Regions from separate parts of the Mus musculus genome. Here all the other regions are linked to region 2. The links are chromatin contacts, called in public Hi-C and promoter capture Hi-C maps. All regions are on one chromosome and are shown on one strand. Each heading gives the region's core, a stretch centred on a gene start, on an enhancer-like site or on the middle of the called end of the contact. The rest is flanking DNA. Distances are from core to core; before and after follow the strand shown. Region 1 holds the start of Dlgap2 (DLG associated protein 2). Region 2 overlaps Fbxo25 (F-box protein 25). Region 3 overlaps Dlgap2 (DLG associated protein 2).

Region 1 (3,924 bases), core at 1,367-3,866, 160 kb after region 2:
AATCCCACACAAAATTATGCTGTGTTTTAAGACACTATTCCAAGGCCTTTAAATGTGTTATAGAACCTCCCAATTCATTATCTGTTAGTTCTCATTCAAGATGGTCTCACAGTTCTTCCTTGTAGCAGGAATGGCTGGGCACCTCTAGGTAAACATGGGGGATGAGGGCACACAGCCCTAAAAGTATCTCCTGCAGGAGGACCTAATTGAGGACTGCCTAAGAGACCAAGGATTGCTGGTTTAGACAATGCCAGCCAATCAGGAACTGCAGTTTAGAAGAGATGCTTTCTTGGGACCAATGGGGTGTGAGTGGAGGGTATTAAAGGAGCTTGCAGCAGTGTTCAGATGTGTTGCTGCTGCGCCATAGACTCTGCACAACCTCACCTCCAACCCCCATGGGTAGGGTCAGGCATCGAGCACTTCCTAATTTCATTAGTCATTTAGAAGAAAAGATAAGTCTTTCCTTGTCTCTGGGTCTTTGGGTCTGTTCTTCCCACTGCTGGAACGGTCTCTTACCTCATTCTTTTCTGTCCCAAATCCCAAGCTTCCTGGGAGCTTGGGCAGAAGTCAACTTCTGGATTTACCTCATTCAACTCAAACTCTACAATAGCTTTCTTTGATATTATTCAAGTTGCTCAGTAGGGGGAGTCGAGGGGGGAGAGAGGATGGAAGAAATTGTGGAGTGTATCTCAGACTATTCCACTAAGAATCTTCAATAGGATCGAGTCCTTGTTGCCTGAAAGATCGCCTTGGTGACACATCCTTCATTATCCCTTTTTTCCCTTTCCCACTCTTTATTCCTGTTTAGTTTCCAGAGATAATAAGTTTTTCAAATAACTCACTGGAATCCATGTCTCGGGACCCGCTGTGTGCCAAACCTAGAGGAAGACTGTATGTAATGACACCACACAGTATTCCCCTAGGGTCACAAATAATTCCCTGTCCTTTTCCTTTTCCAATAACACTGTATATTTCCTTCATAGGAGCAAGTGCCATTCATGCTCACATGTTACTCCTATAACGTCAAATGGCTTCATCCCAACACTGGATGCGTGCCCAGGGACAGTCTTTCTTTCTGTTTTGGTACAAGTCCACGACCCAAAAGAGCTCACAGCAAGCACCACTGTGCTCCTTTCGTTTGCCTGAGATGGAAGACCGGAAGATGGGGGCACCGTGGAGAGGAGGAGAAAAGTGGATATTAGAATCTTCAACTTGATGTGCAGTCTAGATTTTTTATTCGAGGTCTGGAAACCCACCTTCCTTCCTTCCTTCCTTCCTTCCTTCCTTCCTTCCTTCCTTCCTTCCTTCCTCTCTCTCTCTCTCTCTCTCTCTCTCTCTCTCTCTCTCTCTCTCTCTTTCGATAGTGGAATCCAAATGGAGTGTGCTACAAACACTAGAAAAAAGTCACATCAGATACCTTTGATCCATTTGTGTATCTTTCACACACCTTAGTATTTTGCTCTGAAAGTGCACTGCAGTTGATTGATCATAGGAAAAAACATCTTATGGAGGCTGTTTTTATGGAAAAGATCTTGGGATTTAGGGAAATACAGGGCTGTTCACCTGTCTCTCCTCTATTCGACACCCATTCACCTTTCTGTAAATAGTCACCTTATTGATTAAGTTTTGGTCACATTTAAACTTCTTGACAACGGAGACGAAAGCCCCCTATTATATTTACACGGAGCCTAGAGACCGGCCCAAGGTTAAGCAGGTGTAGTGAGTATCCCCAGAGCCCGGTGCCAAACTATGTCTTTAGTTGTCAGCACCTTTTACTCTAGGCCACAGAAACTTTTCTTGACTGTTCAGTGGATCTAAAAAGGGTATCCCCACGAATCTAATTAGGTTTCATCAAAATATGGCTAATTTTGCTGAATTTGCCAGACTGTTTTTTGTTGTGTTTCTGATTTCGCTGAGGAAAAAAAAAAAGATAGTTTTTTTTCTTTGCTTCCGAGTGCAGCAGCAAACAAGGGCCGACACCATCTCAGCCCTCTATCTGGACCAGGTTTATGACTAAAGATTGCTGTTCAAGGTGCTGGGGATTCCTGTGAGCCCAGAAGCAGCAGTTTACCAGAGCTGGGAGGTAACAGGTGGAAACAGTGGTCTTATTTCACAGCACCCAGAGCAGCACTGTGCTCTCTTAGTGGCCAGTGCTGAGAGCTCCTATCTTCCATCGCTCCCTCTCTATGACCTGGGAGCCCAATAGGCTTTCACCGTGCAGAGTTCAGGGTGCCGATGCGTCTGCAGATCCCACATCTCGGTTCACATTGAGCTGGCCCTTCCCAGGCGCATTGGCTTGCTTGTGGGTTCCCACGCTGACCTACAAACACACGGAGCACACGCGGTGTGGGACCTCTCCGCTCCCCCTCCGGGAACCATCACTGTCCTGGAGTGACCCAACGCTCTGCGCGCAACAGTTGGGATCCGCTGTGCGCGGGCTCCCGGGCCGTGAGCGCCATGCGACCTCTGGGCCAGGCTTGCCATTGGCAGCGGCACCGCGGCCTGAGCGCTCCCCCTAGGCGCGTGGCGCTGGGCCCTTCCTCAGATGGAGCCACGCACCGGCCGCCCCCCAGTGCGCCGGTGCCTCCCCGGGCGCCGAGTGCGCAGGCGCCGGCCGTGAGGACCGACCGTGCGCCGGGCTCGAACGGGGTCGGAGCGCGCGGCGGCGGTGGTGGCGCTGGCGGTGGCGGTGGTGGAGGCGATAAGCGGTAGCGGCAGCGGGGGACAGACAGACTGCGGATCGACGCACGGACCCAAGGATTCTCGAGCTTGGGAGCTGGCGGCAGTGCTGTGCGCACCGCCTGGCCTGAGGGGTGGCCACCTTGCCATGTCGCTCTGCACCCACTGAACTAGGAAAGCCCAAGGATGTCTGCTCTGAGGAAGGTGCGAGACGCGCGGGGCCGCGGGGACCGGGATGCGGGGACCTGGGCGCTAAGTGGCGAGTGCCGTCGGGGCAGGGAGGGGGCGGTGCTGCGAGCCGGACCGGCGAGGGCCCTGCCTGAGTGGCTGCGTTGGGGATAAGAGGCTCCCGGGGACCCGATCCGGGAGCGTGAGAATAACCCCAGGGACGGCTGGTGCTCCGGGGTCCGCCGCTGGGGTCCTTCCGGGCTGCAGCGCCCCGCGGCAGGATTGCTGGCACACGGGCTCCCTGGGTGCAGGAGCGAGGCGGAGGTGTGAAATTCCCCGCTCCGCGAGGCCGGGTAAGGGGGTGCAGCCCGGGGCCCCGGCCAGAGAGGGACTCTGGTGGGGCAGTGGGGTGCGACCTGGGTTTCCCCTCCCCCAAGCCCGGGTGGACACCCGGACCTAGACTGGGAATGAATGAAAGGTGCTTGGAGCTGGTGGTACGGGCACTGGGGTCGCGGAGGCGGGGAGGGGCCACTTGTGCCCTTTGCAACAGCCTTCGCGCCCGGCAGGGCCTGGGCCTCGGGCTTGGGAGGGGGTGGCCGCTGCTGGGCTCTCCAAGTGCGAGCCGGGAGCACGGGGGCTTTTTTAGGGGTGGTTGCTAAGCGAAGCGCTACCCAGCGCAGGGTTTTGTAACTAAGCCTCCCCCGGCAGCTGCTGTTGCTGTTCTCGGGCTCTTTCCCTAACGATCGCAGAAGAAATAATGAGGATGTAATTATTACAGCCCTGCGCGGCGAAGGGCTGGGGGGCGGCAGGCACCGGCTCCTCTGCTTGACGCTGGCCAGGTGGGGCCGGGCGGGGCAGGGGATTTCTCTCCCATCCTCCTGGAGCGGCTGGGTGGCGGGAGATGCTCGCTGGGACCCGAGGCAGGGGCCGGGGCTGTATACCGAGTTAGAAGAGATGGGGAAGGGCAGCAGGCAGTGCCTAGGCGGGCGTAGAGTGTCGCAGGTGAAAGGGAACCGGGAGCGCCGCGGCTGCTTAGCCGTTTCTCACCCGAAACTCAAAACACTTCGGGAATGTGGT
Region 2 (4,063 bases), core at 132-2,631:
TGTCATCAGCAGTTCCACATTTCAGATCCACCGTTTTCTAGGTATTTTTCTAGTTAAAATAGAGCAGGGGCAGGCATGTCCAAGGATAACTTCCTGAGCACAGGGAAATCGCTATGTGCCAGCCCCATGAGACGATGCTATGTGGTAGCCCCCATGAGACCACCCTGCAGAGCAGTGAAGAAGACTGAAGTGACCGTCAGAGCACATGGCCTCTTCGCTGTAGTCTTGCTGAAGCTGTCTCTACAGCATGGCCATTGTGTTTTGTTGCAGGAAGCCCCTGTGTTTTCTCCACGTGACACCGCTGTGCTTCCTTTCAGCAGGTAAACACTGGCCTCACACTCAGTGACCTGCCCCTGCACATGCTGAACAACATCCTGTACCGTTTCTCAGATGGCTGGGACATTGTCACCCTGGGCCAGGTAACACCAACCCTGTACATGCTCAGTGAAGACAGGCGGCTGTGGAAGCGACTGTGTCAGTACCACTTTGCTGAGCAGCAGGTGAGTGCGGGCAGCTGGCCTTGCTGCTTGTGGGTTCTTCTTTCTTCCTTCCTTCTCCACCTTCCAGCCCTCTAACACTAGATAAGGAGGAAGGAAGGATAGAGCGAAATGGAGAGAGACTGTGAATGCCATCGGTCTGGTTGGAAAGGGAGTGACATTATTGTTAGACGACTTCCTGATGAATAGGAGTGTCGGTTCTGTGGGGCAGTGTGATCTTCACCATCAGGATGATATCTGATTTCTCCTTGTTTCTTTTTTGCTCACAACTGTTTAACAAATGGTAACCCAATAACAACCACCCACCCACCATTGTTCAACCAACAACCCAACCCAATCCCTCCACCCCCAAGGCTTCTTGGGGCCCTAGCATTTATACCCTCTGAAAAACCCCTAGAATTCCAGACCTTACACGGTTGCAGAAACTATCTACAGCTGGTAAAGTCATAGCCCGGCTAGAGTACGAGGCAAGTCACAGTCAGCTGCTGTGGATAGTCTGAAGCAGCCCCGTATCCCACACCTGGGTTAAAACAAAACCATAGTCCCACGATATTCCTGTGGTTTTTAAAGAAACCAAGATCTAACTAAAGTGTGCAGGTCAGTCCCTGAGTCAGGCCAGCTGGCCACCATCCTTTGCCCTCGAATGAAGGTGGGGAGCACTTGATAGCAGCTAGAGGATACCAAAGTTGCTTCTGAATTGTATCAATTACAAGGCTCATGTTTCATATTGAAAAGGAATCATGATTCTAAAAATGTCCTAGTACCAAATTACTTAACTAGCTGAGTTGTGTCCTGTCTCCTGGGAAAGGTCACAGTGGTCTCTTTCCCTGATGAGTCCCACTCTGGCTCTGCCCCCTCCTGTCAGCCTGTCGTCCTTGCAGTTCCCGTGCTTCCCACTTGGTGGCACCATCTTGAGGTCCTGTGTCTTGCTAGTTGATGCTCCTGCTCCAGAGTGAAATCCCCACCTTTGCGTTTCTGCAGCATGTGGGCATCCTGGCTCACTGCATCAAGCAGTGCCTGTTTCATTCAAGGATAGGAAGCAGCGAGTGATGCATTGTCTGTCTTACGGATGTGGACATACCTGGGATGCTGGAGCATTGTGACGTGGGGGCCAGAGTGTGCCTGGTTCACGGCAGATGTGGGCAGAGCAGAAAGCAGGTCCCATCAGAAGAAGGAATCAGGGGTCTTAGCCACAGCTGAGATTCCACCCAGCTTAAAAAGTCCAGCAAAGCACCTGGAACACAGGGCACCTTTTATATGGCTCTCAGGATCTTGCTTGAGAGAAACACTGGTGTGGACATCAAAGGCGGTAGTCAGGGGTGATGTACGTGCCCAGCCAGGACCCTAGGAAAGTCCTAAGCAGAGCCCCAAGGAGATGCCCAGACCCAGAGTGAGCCTGTGAGAGCGCAGGAAGCTCTGGGTTCTCAGGCATGGAGCAGTGCAGCCAGGATGCTGCAGATGGGTGAGCATGGAACTGGGTCCATGGGACTGGGCTGTGCAGAGGCTGGGCCTGAGAATGGCTCGGTAGGCAGGCTAGCCCACCTAGCAAGAGGCATAGCTACTCCATCTGAGTGGGAGTGGACGTCCATTGCTCCCTGCATCCTTAGCCATCCTGACTCTTCCTACTCTCTTCTTATCTCTTTCTCAGCGGCAACTGTGTTTCCGCCCCCTCCTTTTTGAGATTAGATTTGAGCTGGCATCAGAAATGCAGGAGAGAGTGGTTGATCTTTTGGAGGAAATATTTAGAGCCATGGATAGAGTGATGAATAAATGTCTGTCTAGGATGGGCCCTGTGCATCACACATTGCTCTGGGACCTACCTCCAAGGATACCATAGGGCAAGGCCAGGGCTCGGCCTGGGCCACCAGAACCCCTGGCAGGCGTTATATATCCAGACGTCACACGTCCTTCAGGAAATCGGCTGACTGTTGGTTTGTGAGTCCTGGAAGTTCCTTGATGAAAGACTGTAAAGGTTAAAGGTCTGTTTACAACAGTGTTCACCTTCTATAAGAACTTAGAGTAGAATCATCCGTTAGCACCTGTGAGAGCGTCTTTTGATGCATATTTTCTTGATTGAATCACAAAACTGAACTGTGAGATGTTACCAGTTCTTCAAGAGTGACTAACAGCAGCAGGCTCCTGGTTTCTCAGGATCAGCAGTAGCTTACAGCCAGGGCAGGGTCCGGCCAGCACTGCAGGCTAGGAAACACCTCAATGAAGCTGAAGGCTGTGTAGGTCCTGGGTCAGCTGTTTGTAGTGACAGCAGCAGGAGCCACTGGCAAGATGTGTGTGATGTGAGCAGCTGACGTAGATGTGAGACGTGAGTAACAAAAAGACCCCAGGTTCTTATGCAGAGGAGAAACACCCGGGCATGTGGGCGTTCCTCCTGGGAACACTGGGCATGGAGCCGTGAGGAGGGAAGGCAGAGGTATTTTTGTCTCTAGCTCATGTTTCCATGGTGCTTAAAGGACACGGAGAGCGCTCCAGCCAGGCCTGTGACGGCCCCTCTGCTCTTCAGGCTGTCTTAGAAATCAGAGTCCCTCATTGGCTCCATTATTATTTCCAAACGAAGTCCTTAAAAGGTGTGGCTGGTTACATGTTGTACAAGAGATTGTTTTCAGTAATAAGAAGCGAAACACTCCTAAAAGGCCATAGCACACTTAGACAAGGGCATCTTTTCCTAAATGATCGAGGACGTGCCTATTGGCTCCGCAGTTCCGATGCACGCAGACCTGATCTAGCATGGGTCTTGTTTTCTCATGGCCCAAGTTACATTGCCCACACCCTTTGGTAACACCTCACTCAGATGCTACCCGGTTTGTGTCTCTGTCACTGTGCTTGGTGTTGGGACACCATTGTTGCCTCAGGAACCTTGTGCCATTGGCTGTCGTCTCAGCCTCCCTCCAGCCCGAAGCAACCCCTCATCTGCTTTCTGACTGAATTTCCCGGTCTGGATTGTGGTGTAAGCAGAATATTCACCAGTAAGGCTTTTGTGACTGCGCTCCACTCCCATAGTGCCCTTCATGATGTATCTGTAGCAGGAAGTAAAGCTTCATTCCTTTGGGGACTACAGAGTCCATTGTGTGCGTGTGCGCCATGTTTTGCTACCCATTCATCTGGTCGGGACACTGGATTTCCTCACACCTTGTAGCTAGTAGGATTGTTGCTGTGACATCCATTGATGGGTTTCAGTGCAGACATGTTTTTCATTTTTCTGAAATAACTTATCAGTGGTGGAATTACAATTCACTTGCTGTGTTTAACCCCTGGAGAAACTGCGCTGTTCTCCATCGTGTCCACACCATTTGCATCCCTACCAGAAGTATACTAGGCATTTGACTCCCTACAGCATCTCCAGCACTTGCTGTTGCCTGATTTTCTAGTTAGTGCCACCCCCATCGGTCCAAGGTGGCATATCCTCTGCCTCGGGTGGATGCCATGTCTTCATGAGGACATTGACCATGTGTGGGTCTTGGCCGTAGAAATGCTTCTCCGAGTCCATTCTCCATTCTTAAGAAGTGAGTGTGCTTTATTCATCCTGCATCCAAGTCTCTTACTAAATACTC
Region 3 (3,494 bases), core at 357-2,856, 190 kb after region 2:
GTATTTATATCATGGCTTCTTGACCCACATATGTATCTGTTGCAGAGAGGCATAAAATGACAATCAGTAAAACCTCAGGCATGCAATGCTTCATTTGAGGATGGATTTCTTTAGAGGAAACAATGTGAAGTTAAGAACTGAAGCAGAATAAAAGAAACTGCGGAGTTTCTAGCCGTAGGCCTGCATTCACAGCTGCTGCTTTCATGGCGCCCAGGGCTCACCACCAACTGGTAGGGTAGCGTCATATCAACACAGGAATAGTTCCAAGGATGGGACCATGGGTGGTAGTGTGACTATGGGTGGAGGTATGACCATGGGTGGAGGTGTGGCCATCGGTGGAGGTGTGGCTATCGGTCGAGGTGTGATCATTGGTGGAGGTGTGATTAGAGGGGACTGAGAGACATCAAATGAACAAAGTAACAGTTTTACTTAAAATGTCAGTAATTACAACACCCTAGGGGACCGATTCACTTGCTAGGTTTAACCAGTTGCCCACAACTCTTCGAAGGGGTGATAACATAGCATCATGAAGCATGGGTTACAAAGTGAGGAATTCAGAAACCTGGGAACTTTGAAATCCTGGGGACACAGTAGGCTGCTGTACTTCAAAAGGAGTGTGATGCGTGAAACTGTGTGGGAAAACAATGGTGTGTAGTGTGGCTAGGTTTATAGAAGGTTTGGAGTGACCCCACGTGTATATTTGCATGCTGCTTAAAAGTTCATTTTAAAGGAGACATTTGTATAGAGCAGGGCTGCTGTTTCCTAGCGACAGAGTCAAGATGCCCTGTCCTCTGTTCAGACAGGGTGAGGATGCTGCAGCTCTAGGGGGCCTCAGAGGGCTCCTGAGAGGCCTGATCTCACAAGCAGACCCAGGAGAGGACAGGATGCAGGAAGGAGGGCGTGTAAGTGTGTCCTAGGTGCGATTTATTCGTTCTATAACGCCCTTTCAAGAAACTGGTCCTACTCTGATTTGCTGAAAGGGTTTGTTAAGAATAGGAGATAGGGAGTTATACTTTGTGATTGGAGACATACATGATGCATGACAGATGCTATTTAGCAGAGGAATGTGGATCTTGGTGAGAAAGGTGCAGAGGGCGTGACATGCTTTTGCTCTCAAGGCCCATTGGCTATTCAGAGGGGAAATGCTATCTAAGCATAGCATCAGGCATGCTCGAAAGGCACGAGTCGCCGCGTGCTAGCTGAGTTGGAAAAGCGAAGGATTATGGGAAAACACAAAACGGAAGGCCCTAACTCCAGCCTTGAGCCTTCTCTGATGGTGTCCTACTTTAAGACCTGTTTAGAATGACACAGAAGCCACAGTATCTGGAGGGGGCCCAGGGCGATGGAGTGCCGGGTGCTTCGCATCTCTGGACGTACTTCCGGATTTTAATTGGAGAGCCTCATTTGGGGGCCATGCTTGTTCCCGTGGCTTGTTTATGTCTCATGGCTCCCTGATCTGTAACCAGATTTAGTTTTTATGGTTTAAATGTGTTGATGAGGTGCTGAGTCACGATTTCTTCCTCCAGAAGGCGTGACTCTGCCCAAGTGCAGAATCCAGGGTGTGTCCTGCTGTGCGAGTTGCTGCCACCAATGCTGGTTCATTTTGACAAAGAGCAGGCATAGGTGTGGGCTCAGCTCGCACAGTTGCTAAGGCTTCTCGCCTCATGAAGTGAAGGGACATGTGGTGCAACGTTTTTATTTCTGTTCCAATTCAGAGGAAATACTTCCATCACCAATCTTTTTTGATTAAAAAATTATTTTTGGAATTAAAATAGTTACAGCATTTCCCCTTTTCTTTCCTCCGTCCAAACCCCTCCCGTGTACCCCCTGATGGGTTCTTTCTCAGATTCATGGCATCTTTTTCTTTAATTGTTGTTTGGAAGCACTCCCCACCCCCACATACACACCCCACACAGTCCACATATTCTTACCTGTATGTGTATGATTTCAGAGCTGACCACTTGGTATTGGATAACAAATTGGGGTGGGGGTCTCCCTTGAAGAAGACTGTTTCTCTAGCTCTTAGTATTTCTTAGTTGCTTGTAATTCTTTGGGGTGAAGGCTCCATGAGATGTTTCCTCTTTTGTATTAATATACCTATCCATGCCATAGTTCAGGTTTTGTTTCGGCAGCACTCTTATAACAAGTATAACTCCCCGATGTTTCTGGGAGACACAATCTCACAGTTGGTCATCTGGCTCTTAACAATCTTTCAGCTTGCTCTTCCACAGTTTCCTGAGCCTTGGGTGTGGGAGTTATGCTGTGCATGCGTCCTTTGGGGCTGGGCACCACACAAGCACATGTTCTCTGCGCTTTAACACATTGTGGTTCTCTGTAATGATCTTCATCTGTTGCGGAAAGAGGTTTGAGAACTTATCTGTAAATACAAGGATAGATCTTGACAGTGTAGTCAGAAGTTATGTTGGCTTAGTAAAGTAGTAGTTTCAGGCTTTCCTCCAAGGTTCGTGGCCTCGTTAGACCAAGGTAGAGCTGCCTAGGTTTCCAGAACTGGGCATGACTTCCCTTCTGTTGAGAAGGCTTTAGGTCCAGTTAGAGAGCTGTTGGTTAACGCTGGGATATTTATGCCACCATTGCACCCTTAGGGTGATCATTCCATGCTTGTCACTGCTATAGTCCATAACTGTCATATCTGGGTAGGATTATTGGTTGCCTGCCAACCTTGGAGGCTTGCGTGGGACCTTCTAGTACCATGAAAGCTAATACTCAGAGGGTAGGTTTTTCAGGCTAGATCCAGCTCAGATTTTTTGGATCCCGTATACCACTATTATTTTAAAGCCCCTACTCAGGTATTTTCGTATGTCCCATGAGTGATTCCATCCATTTGGGGAGAAGAAAGGAGATCAAATGTACATACATACCTTTTATATGTTCCTGTCATGTCACTACAGAAGAGGGCTTAGCCCTCCTGAATCTTCTAGTGTGTCTTTGGACAAAACAACCACTAAAAAAATGGTTGTGATTTTAGGGTCCTTGTGCTTTTACTGCTCTGGGTTTTGTCACATGAGTTAAGTGATGAGATGTCCCACGAGTTAAGTGACAAGATGTCCCACACGTTGGTAGGTGGTTAGTTTTGCGGTTCCATTACCTGTAAGTACCGTGGCATAGCACTATGTTATAGTGCTGAGGTAGCATGCTGCCTCTAGTGTAAGACTTCAATAGGTTCCCACAGATGGAAGTGGACCCTGGACAAAGAACAGTAGTGCTCACACAAATTCTAGCCATGTGACTTAAAAAAAAACTATCAAAATTTGCCCCGTAGAGTTCAGATATGTAATCTATCCAAGGCTGGATGAAATTCTAGATACAATTTTGTTTCAGTGACCAGAATAAATTAAATAAGGCTTGGTCCATCACTAATGCAATCTGACACTAACTAGTTTGTGGTATGCACACTTCATTAGAAAGCTTGGCCAGAAATGTAGAAAGTTTTAAAGAACGCTTGAACAGGAGCTTGGAGTGTTAGGGAGCCCAGG

The links. Promoter capture Hi-C pulls out the DNA fragments that hold promoters and counts their contacts. Hi-C and Micro-C count contacts between places; a contact is called where the count stands out from the background.
Region 1: a contact with region 2 is called in a promoter capture Hi-C map of hippocampal neurons, with 3 times the contacts expected there. The contact joins the promoter of Dlgap2 here to the enhancer-like site in region 2. A contact is called at or near these places in 13 of 39 promoter capture datasets (the C10 cell line, the HPC-7 cell line, HPC-7-derived erythroid cells and 7 more), 5 of 484 Hi-C or Micro-C datasets (CD4 T cells, the G1E-ER4 cell line, cerebral cortex and 2 more), 9 of 115 datasets of contacts at active chromatin or transcription factors (CD8 T cells, T-cell acute lymphoblastic leukemia, VIP interneurons and 1 more) and 4 of 9 other capture datasets (adipose tissue, embryonic stem cells, liver and 1 more).
Region 3: a Hi-C map of cerebral cortex shows a contact between it and region 2, with 5 times the contacts expected there. The contact joins two enhancer-like sites. A contact is called at or near these places in 1 of 39 promoter capture datasets (the C10 cell line), 4 of 15 datasets of contacts at CTCF or cohesin (embryonic stem cells, large pre-B cells, pro-B cells and 1 more), 83 of 484 Hi-C or Micro-C datasets (B cells, the Ba/F3 cell line, the C2C12 cell line and 47 more), 2 of 115 datasets of contacts at active chromatin or transcription factors (astrocytes and bone marrow-derived dendritic cells) and 3 of 9 other capture datasets (adipose tissue, embryonic stem cells and liver).

Annotation. Positions count from the first base shown.
Region 1 is chr8:14,093,259-14,097,182 of GRCm38.p6, forward strand. It overlaps Dlgap2 (DLG associated protein 2), which reads left to right and starts at 2,617. Exons shown (of 16, transcript NM_172910.3): 1 at 2,617-2,883.
Region 2 is chr8:13,930,865-13,934,927 of GRCm38.p6, forward strand. Fbxo25 (F-box protein 25) reads left to right here. Exons shown (of 10, transcript NM_025785.3): 8 at 318-500. Among named protein-coding and RNA genes, the nearest start is that of Fbxo25, 25 kb to the left of the region's middle. Within about 2 kb of position 1,382, at least 15 of the 459 cell types and tissues checked have an H3K27ac peak or open chromatin away from gene starts, as enhancers often do. A contact at or near this core is called in cerebral cortex, cortical neurons and hippocampal neurons, where this site is marked.
Region 3 is chr8:14,122,810-14,126,303 of GRCm38.p6, forward strand. The region is part of intron 1 of Dlgap2 (DLG associated protein 2); the gene reads left to right. Among named protein-coding and RNA genes, the nearest start is that of Dlgap2, 29 kb to the left of the region's middle. Within about 2 kb of position 1,607, at least 6 of the 459 cell types and tissues checked have an H3K27ac peak or open chromatin away from gene starts, as enhancers often do. A contact at or near this core is called in cerebral cortex, where this site is marked.